2 separate regions of the Mus musculus genome follow, and region 1 is linked to region 2. Evidence: chromatin contacts called from public HiChIP or PLAC-seq data. All regions are on one chromosome and are shown on one strand. Each heading gives the region's core, a stretch centred on a gene start, on an enhancer-like site or on the middle of the called end of the contact. The rest is flanking DNA. Distances are from core to core; before and after follow the strand shown. Region 1 holds the start of Ccr1l1 (chemokine (C-C motif) receptor 1-like 1). Region 2 overlaps Gm51701 (a long non-coding RNA gene).

Region 1 (4,783 bases), core at 467-2,966, 58 kb before region 2:
TGAGTAGTACTCCATTGTGTAGATGCACCACATTTTCTGTATCCATTCCTCTGTTGAGGAGCATCTGGGTTCTTTCCAGCTTCTGGCTATTATAAATAAGGCTGCTATGAACATAGTGGAGCATGTGTCCTTCTTACCAGTTGGGGCATCTTCTGGATATATGCCCAGGAGAGGTATTGCTGGATCCTCCGGTAGTACTATGTCCAATTTTCTGAGGAACCGCCAGACTGATTTCCAGAGTGGTTGTGCAAGCTTGCAATCCCACCAACAATGGAGGAGTGTTCATCTTTCTCCACATCCACGCCAGCATCTGCTGTCACCTGAATTTTTGATCTTAGCCATTCTGACTGGTGTGAGGTGGAATCTCAGGGTTGTTTTGATTTGCATTTCCCTGATGATTAAGGATGTTGAACATTTTTTCAGGTGCTTCTCAGCCATTCGGTATTCCTCAGGTGAGAATTCTCTGTTCAGTTCTGAGCCCCATTTTTTAATGGGGTTATTTGGTTTTCTGGAGTCCACCTTCTTGAGTTCTTTATATATGTTGGATATTAGTCCCCTATCTGATTTAGGATAGGTAAAGATCCTTTCCCAATCTGTTGGTGGCCTTTTTGTCTTATTGACGGTGTCTTTTGCCTTGCAGAAACTTTGGAGTTTCATTAGGTCCCATTTATCGATTCTCGATCTTACAGCACAAGCCATTGCTGTTCTGTTCAGGAATTTTTCCCCTGTGCCCATATCTTCGAGGCTTTTCCCCACTTTCTCCTCTATAAGTTTCAGTGTCTCTGGTTTTATGTGAAGTTCCTTGATCCACTTAGATTTGACCTTAGTACAAGGAGATAGGAATGGATCAATTCGCAATCTTCTACATGATAACAACCAGTTGTGCCAGCACCATTTGTTGAAAATGCTGTCTTTCTTCCACTGGATGGTTTTAGCTCCCTTGTCAAAGATCAAGTGACCATAGGTGTGTGGGTTCATTTCTGGGTCTTCAATTCTATTCCATTGGTCTACTTGTCTGTCTCTATACCAGTACCATGCAGTTTTTATCACAATTGCTCTGTAGTAAAGCTTTAGGTCAGGCATGGTGATTCCACCAGAGGTTCTTTTATCCTTGAGAAGAGTTTTTGCCATCCTAGGTTTTTTGTTATTCCAGATGAATTTGCAAATTGCTCCTTCTAATTCGTTGAAGAATTGAGTTGGAATTTTGATGGGGATTGCATTGAATCTGTAGATTGCTTTTGGCAAGATAGCCATTTTTACAATGTTGATCCTGCCAATCCATGAGCATGGGAGATCTTTCCATCTTCTGAGATCTTCTTTAATTTCTTTCTTAAAGGACTTGAAGTTCTTGTCATACAGATCTTTCACTTCCTTAGTTAGAGTCACACCGAGATATTTTATATTATTTGTGACTATTGAGCAGGGTGTTGTTTCCCTAATTTCTTTCTCAGCCTGTTTATTCTTTGTGTAGAGAAAGGCCATTGACTTGTTTGAGTTAATTTTATATCCATCTACTTCACCGAAGCTGTTTATCAGGTTTAGGAGTTCTCTGGTGGAATTTTTAGGGTCACTTAGTGAGATTCTTAAGACAGCTCCTCCCCATGAGAGGGGTTGGACCCAGCAGCCCATATGTCCAGCTAGCCCCCAGGTGACAATGACACTGTTGAACCACAACGTCACCTGGATTAACACTAGCTCCTGGCTTTGTCTGATTCATATTGCTCATGTCTGGAGGACACACACACTTCAGAGACGTGACATACTTGAGATAAAGGGAAGCAGACACCAGCTACAGCAGGATCCAGGTATATCACAGATAATTTTCAGGTACGTACACTAGACTGTCTGAATCTTGAGCTTGGGGTACAAAGGACCATTTTATCAGACTCTTCTTTCCTCCCTGCTGCTCACTAGAATCAGGCTACAATGTGTTGTTCTGATAAGTAGCCACAAGCTCAAACCTTTGCTGCTCTATGCTTCTATTCTGTGCCCTTTGCAAGTGGGAGCCATCATACAACGCAGGAAAGAAAGACTGAAAGCTGAGAGCCAGTACTGTGCTCTTCCTATATTCATAAGCTCTCTGATTCTGCCCCCCTGTGTTTGCTTTGTGTATCTTGCTATAACTAGAGACTTAAAAGGAGGAACTGGTCCTAGACTCAACACTGCTTTGCAGTGGGCACAGCCAGGGCAGATACAGCATAGTGTACATATGTGTACAGTGGAGGGGTGTCTATTAAAGTAGAAAGAAACCTGTAATAAGCAATGCCTATTCATCTATTTTCTTTGTTAGGTAAGTCATTGTAGATCTCAGCCTGCACCCTGCCCAAAGTTACTCTGAGGGACTAGAGGCCAGACAGGCAAACAGGTAACGAAAGGGATCACAGATAATAAATACAGCGAATTTATGGTTTCTTCCTCAGCCTTTTATGCCAATCTAATTCCCTCTCTTCCATTCTGTGCATGATCCCAGCCTATTTCACCCATTCAATACCACTACCTAACTTTTTTTCCTGTCTTGATAGTTTTTAAAATGCTCTAATGCAGTGGTTCTCGTCCTTTCTAATGCTTCAATCCTTTATTACAGTTCATGTTGTCGTGACCCCCAACCATAAAATTATTTTCATTGTTACTTAATAACTGTAATTTTTCTACTGTTATGAATTGTGATGTAAATATCTGATATGCAGGATATCTGATGTGGGATCTCTGTGGAAGGGGTCATTTGACCTCCAAAGGAGTCACAGTCCATAGGTTGTTATTCCTACAGGTTTACATACTTATACTTTTCTGTTACTTATATCCACCTAGAGAATTTCCTTCCAAGTGATTGTTTGCTCACAGTGTCTGTTCAAGCTTCCTCATGTATACCGGCTGTTGAGGGAAAAAGCCATATGACTACCCCAAGTGAAGATTATCTGAATAGGGCAAGGTGAGAAGACTGTATGGAGGGAGTCTGAGTCTCAGCTGGAACTGCACAGCTGCTTACAGCCAAACTTCCAACTTGAAATTTTTAATCATTTAAATGTGCCTCTTGATACATAATCATGTGAGCTACAATTATAAGCAGGAGACCATTCCAGCTTCTCACAACTCAAGTTCACTGAAAAACAGTAAACAAGTAATTAAATTTTTGTATGCTAAGTACTGATAAATTAAGCAAGGAAGGAGCCACAAATTCTATTTTACCAAAAGCCATTTAAAGACTACCTTACAGAAAAAACAGCATATCCTTAGATATGGAGGAAGTAAGGGCCCAAGGACTGTGCCTGGGGCACTCAAGGCTTCAAGATAAGACATTAAACAGGAACTAGCAACAGAAATTCAGTTCTAGAAAGAACAGAAACTAGGGGAGTGAACAAAAATAAAGACAACTCTTTCAAGTAACTATTGTGAAGGAGAGTGGGGAATAAATGCCTAGAGATGGAAGTAGCATCAAGAGAGAATTGCTTTTTTTCTTATTCTTCTCTTTTTTTTTTTTTGATGTTTGCATGCTTGCTTAAAACAGAAGTAAGCATATGTGTGTGTGCTCATAAGAACAATCCATTAAGGTATTGTAAGAACTAGTAAGACTGGAAAACTATTATATTGTGGCCATGAATGGGTGAGACAGACTGGAATCCTGCACAAAATGAACAAGAGTTAGACTGAAGTATGTAGGATTAATCTATGAATCAAGACTGAAGACAGAGTCAAATGATACCATAAAGAGGAACTGGTAGCAAAGAAACTGGAAGTTTAGATCCTATTTTCTCAGTGAAATAGGAAGCAAGGTGGTCAGAGTTAATATTGGAGAATTAAGGAAAAAACAGAAAACTCTAAATAATAACCTGTGGACATAAATGCAGCTGATAGATATTAACTGTAGCTTTTTTTTTATTAATCATTCCATTCGTTTACATCTCAAATGATATCCCACTTGCCAGTTACCACCTCCACCAAACCCTCATCCCATGATATCCCACTTCTCGGTTACCCCTCCGGTACCCTCCCATCCCACTTCTGCCCTCCCCCTCCTTTTTGCCTGTATGAGAGTGTTCCCCTACTCACTCACACTCACCTACTCACCCCACTGCTACCTACTCTGCAGCATCAAACCTCCCCAGGACCAAGGGCCTCCCCTCCCATTGCTGTCTGGCAAGGCCATCTTCTGCTACATATGTATCTGTAGCCATGGATCCCTCTAGGTACACCCCTTAGTTGGTGGTCTAGTCTCTGGGAGAACTTGGTGGTCAGGAACCTATGTTATTCTTCCAAGGGGTTGCAATTCTCTTCTGCTCCTCCAGTCCTTCTGCCAGCTTCCCTACCAGGTTCCCTGAGTTCAGTCTGATGATTGGCTCCAAGCCGCATCTGCATTGGTTATTTGCTGGCTGGACCTCCCCAGGAACTGCCACACATGGTTCCTGACCATGGCAACAGTGTTGGATTTGGTGTCTGCAGACATGATATATCCACAGGTGGGGCCGTTCCCCAGTTGGCCCCTCCTTCAGTCTCTGTTCCATTTTTTTGTTTCTGTTCTTCCTTTGGACAGGAACATTTCTGAGTTAAAAAACACTTTTAGATGGGTGGATGGACCCAACCCTTAACCAGGGGCTGAGTCTATCTAGTGGAGGTGGTCTCTACGGGTTTTGTTTCCCCTTTCTCTGTGCATTACAGCTTTTTAATGGACCCTTTAAACATGGCTCATCCAGAGAGTGACACCAGTCCATATATGGTTATATGAGTTTTCCCAATCATATTCAACGTCATTGGTGCAGGGAGATGGATCTAACGAAGTCTGAGATTT
Region 2 (4,360 bases), core at 1,743-4,242:
TTGGAAATGTTTATTGCAATGAGTCATCGGTCTTGTTTGACGACTCTGACTTCTGCTGCACCATCAATACCGGATCCTCACCAGGACTCCCTCTCAGATATCCTCTAGTTCCCTGTGTCACAGAGATCCTGCAGCTCTGGATCTGTACAACCAATCCCTTTATCCACCAGTTCATAGATGGGGTAGATGTTGGGATGGGCCAACTCAAAGCCCTGGATCTGGGTAGTAGCTGAGTACCAACTCAGCCCTCTAGCTCTCCCAAACCTTCACCACTAGAGTGAACTCTCCAGCACTGCCCTGGCTATATCACCCAATGCCACAACTGACAAGGGGCAGGGCCAGCTCTACTGCTCTCATGCCCTCACCCGTGGCACTAGAGCCAACTCTACTATGCTGCCCAGGTGAGGTACAAAGCCCACTCTCCTGAGTGCTGTAGCCAGAGAGGGGTGGGGCCAGCTATCCCACTGTCGTGACCCCAGAGACAGCTCTTCAATCTGCCTGAGGTGGGAACATCTCTCCTGTGCCCACACACTCTCCAAGCAGCTCACTCAAGCCCCTGCCACCAGGGCTAGTTCTACTATGCTGCCTAGGCATGATTCGGGGCCTGGTATCCCAAATGCTGCAACAAGTGAGGCCATCTCTTCATAGCCCTTTTATTATCAGCATGGTCCCAGGCAGCAGACAGACCAGGGTCCTCTGCATAGACTTTGGTTGTAAAATGAACCACAGAAATCAACAGAGACCCCTGCTGCTACCTGGTCATGGACCTAGACATGGCCCTCAGCAGCAGTATCATAGGCCAGGGCTTTATCATGGCCTCAGGTAGCAAAACAGGCTACACACATTAGGTTATTCCGCTCCACCCTCACATCTCCAGTTCTGCCTCTCTTCATACCGCTCAAACCATTCCAAGTCTCTTTCTTTCCCATCTTTACGCTACATATTTGTATATCATAGTGGCTCATGGTGGGTGAGCCTCTGGGTCATCTGCTGTTTTCTTAATGATAACACTCCCACTAAAAATGTATACAACTCTCTTTCCCCCACCTTTTCACCAGCATCTGTTGTTATTTGTTTTCTTAATGATAGTCTTTCTGACAAAGGTCCCTGGTAGCCTGGAAGTACGCCAATTTGGACATCTAATTCACTCTGGCTGGCAGATAATGATGATTCAGTTGACATTCTACTGTTACCGTGTAAGAAAACCCACAGATGGATGAACTTGGCAGGAGCATACTTGTGCAGGGAGATGGTAAGGCTTTTGCCAGGAAGAGAGAAAGAGAAAGAGAGAAAGAGAGAGAGAGAGAGAGAGAGAAAGAAAGAAAGAAGGAAGGAAGGAAGGAAAGAAAGGGCAGGAAGGGAAGAAAAGGAAAGGGGACGCAAGGACAGAAAAGAGGGGGAAATCCCACAGGTGAACAGCCCAGCTTTCCTGAATCCTATTCTATAAAACCATAATTAGAATAGAATGGGTGCTATTATATCTATTATGTGGAGTAATTTACTACACAGCTGGGATAATCAGTACATTACTATAGAGGAGTATGCAAAAATTAACCAGGAAAAACTCAAAATCAAATTTTATGCATATTCTAGCCTGATATACATAGTAAGTTCCAGATGTCCAGGGCTACAAAAAAGAAACCCCATTTTCTATTTTTAAAAAGTACTTTATCATTACAAAAACATCAAAAATTCATAAAACTTCCTCTGTGTGACTATTTTAAGGAATCAATACAAGATTTGAGAAATTACATGGAGTCTTGCAAAGTCTTGATAATGGAACCTGTTGACAGTCACAAAGTGCACTCAATCCCTTTGGAGTCTCGGAGCTCCGTGCTAATACGTGTCAGTCTCCGTCTTGGACCACACCTTCTAGAATGCCTGAAATTTAGAGAGAACACTAACGAATTATCAAAACCAGCCTTTGGTGTGCACTCAAGTGCGATGGAAAGATTTCCTAAGTCATCGTAATTTGTTCACATGGAAACAGCAGAGAAAGCTAGAAGACACTAGCTTCGAAACTTCTTAGTTGTCTGTCCCTGAGCCCTTTGTGGTACTTCCTCCTCAGAGCCCAGCTCCAGCAGTCCCCTTAGCGGCTGTTTTTAGCAACCACACCCTCTGACTGTGGGTTTGCTCTGCAGTGGCTTTAAGGTTTGAATACGAAATGCCTTCCACAAACAGACACTACAGAATCTTAGGTGTCGAGACAATGGGCATTTGAGAAGGAATTGGAACCTTCAGATCCTGGACTCCTTCCTTGGTAGATTCGTAATATGAGAGCATTCTTAGGAGACAGCCAAAACAGGAAGTGGGATCCAGATAAGAGAAGCAGGTCGTTTAGGGTGTGCCCCTGAAGGATGTATCTTTTACCCCTTCCCCTTTGTGTCCTTCCTGTCTCCTTCTTTGACTTCTGGCCACTATGGGGTGAACAGTATCTGCCGTATACTCCTGCCACCACGGTGTTCCACCTCACTGAAGATCTAGAAACACGGCAAAGGGTCAGGAACTAAGCATCTGAAACTGTGACCCAAAACAAATTCTCTCTTTAATTTGTTCCTCTCAGAACACATTTCACTATGTGTCATAGTGGGGGGAGGGGGGAGTCTAACACAGAGTATGTACACAAAGCCTCACAATGGGACTGTTGATGTAATTCGGTTGGTAGAGTGCTTGTCTATTACCAGCAGAGCCCCGAGTTCCATCCTCAGCACTGCACAAACCAAATGTGGTTTAGTTCCAGCACTCAGGGAGCAGTAGCGGTTTGAAGCCAGCCTAGGACACCCTGTCTCAAAACAAACAAATGAAAAACATTGGGATTCAATGAACAGAACTGATATTAGTCCACTGTGTTCATAGCGTTCATGATGGTCCACGGTAGCTTAGACTTCCTGGTAGTCATTTCCTTGAGTCAGGCTGACCTTAGAGTATAGAAAGAAGTTTACTGTCTTGCTGTCACGCATTGCTGTTGCTTGCGGTCATGTCACAGGACTCTGAGGCAGTAGTGGAGAGACTCGTGAGATGAGGAAGTGAGGTCTCTGCGAGCAGCCGGAGGCATGAACACCTGAAAGCAATTAAGCCCCACCTCCAGCCAAATCTCCTAATGACGGAGTAGACGTTCTCCCTCGTCCGAGAGAGACTGTAGTGAAACGACCCCACTAAGATGTCTCAAATTCCCAACACACAAGACTGTATGACACAATACATGCTTCCTGTTTAAGTCCTGATGTCCCATGGTGATTTTTACTATTTATATGTAATATGCTCATCATGCAAATGAAAAGTAAGCTCAGAGACAGCAACAGAGGACGCACAGTGGGACCCCAGAGCAAAGGCTGATCGTTCACCAGTTCTTCAATTGACTGCAGATGAGAGAGGTCAGGTTGGGGGACACTGAAGCCATTCCCAAGCAAGATGGATGGGCCACCAGCTCAGCTCCTCTCACTGGCAATCTCTGAGAACAGAAGTGACCCAGATTCTGTTTTCCCTTGCTTGGGGAAACATCTGCCTCCACATGCACGGTTCTCTCCACCTAAACAAAATAATTGACTCAAGTCCCTGTGCCACTGGACCTCCACTGGCGCCACACGTGAAATGACCACTGACTCTCACAGCTACAGTGCTGCCAGCTGTGCCCAACGAGGGCTGTGGGGCCGGCCTCGCACCGAGGATCACTGCCTACAACTCTGACCTTGCCTCACAGGTCCCCCGTTGTTGATTCGCGAGGTTACTCTTGAATAGGTGCTAAGGGAGCTTTTGAAATGCACACGATATCCAGTTACTCACTGGTCATATGAATGTCAATCACCCCTGCACAGGCGGGGCTACAGGCTATTTGAGCTCTCGGGAGGAAGCAGAATGTGATGGCTACTGAGTAACAACCAGCCAGTCCTACTGGTTCTGTCTTTTCATCCTTGAACACATTCCGTTAAGAGTCACTATAATCCCCAGGCACAAGTGAATTGAGCGAGTCAAAGGGTTTTAGAAAAGAAAGCCACATCGCCGGGGCGTGGTGACGCACGCCTTTGGTCCCAGCACCCAGGCAGAGGCAGGCGGATTTCTGAGTTCGAGGCCAGCCTGGTCTACAGAGTGAGTTCCAGGACAGCCAGGACTACACAGAGAAACCCTGTCTCGAAAAACAAAAAACAAACAAACAAAAAAAGGAAGCCAAAAGTTCTAAGTAGCCCACTGCCAGTCTTCAAGGTCAAGAGAGACCTGGGATGGTGAACCTTGCTGATCAAGTGAAATAATATAAGCCCGGAGCCTTCTGTGGAACCCGAGAATTCCAGCACCAAAGAGGAAGAAATGACACGCAAGGTGTCAGTAAAGAAAACTCCAGAGCCCATTGTGGGTTAAGTGGGGT

What was found. HiChIP or PLAC-seq counts read pairs in DNA pulled down with a chosen protein or histone mark.
Region 1: a contact with region 2 is called in an H3K27ac HiChIP or PLAC-seq map of microglia, with 4 times the contacts expected there. The contact joins the promoter of Ccr1l1 here to the enhancer-like site in region 2. A contact is called at or near these places in 2 of 39 promoter capture datasets (the C10 cell line and the HPC-7 cell line), 3 of 15 datasets of contacts at CTCF or cohesin (CD8 T cells, large pre-B cells and pro-B cells), 9 of 484 Hi-C or Micro-C datasets (the Ba/F3 cell line, bone marrow-derived macrophages, cerebral cortex and 5 more), 15 of 115 datasets of contacts at active chromatin or transcription factors (the 230-238 cell line, CD8 T cells, DN3 thymocytes and 10 more) and 2 of 9 other capture datasets (bone marrow-derived macrophages and macrophages).

What each region holds. Positions count from the first base shown.
Region 1 is chr9:123,983,648-123,988,430 of GRCm38.p6, reverse strand. It overlaps Ccr1l1 (chemokine (C-C motif) receptor 1-like 1), which reads left to right and starts at 1,716. Exons shown (of 2, transcript NM_007718.4): 1 at 1,716-1,827.
Region 2 is chr9:123,926,868-123,931,227 of GRCm38.p6, reverse strand. It overlaps Gm51701 (a long non-coding RNA gene), which reads right to left. Exons shown (of 2, transcript XR_003948284.1): 2 at 2,522-4,360. Among named protein-coding and RNA genes, the nearest start is that of Gm51701, 3.9 kb to the right of the region's middle. Within about 2 kb of position 2,992, at least 175 of the 459 cell types and tissues checked have an H3K27ac peak or open chromatin away from gene starts, as enhancers often do. A contact at or near this core is called in the 230-238 cell line, the Ba/F3 cell line, CD8 T cells and 14 more, where this site is marked.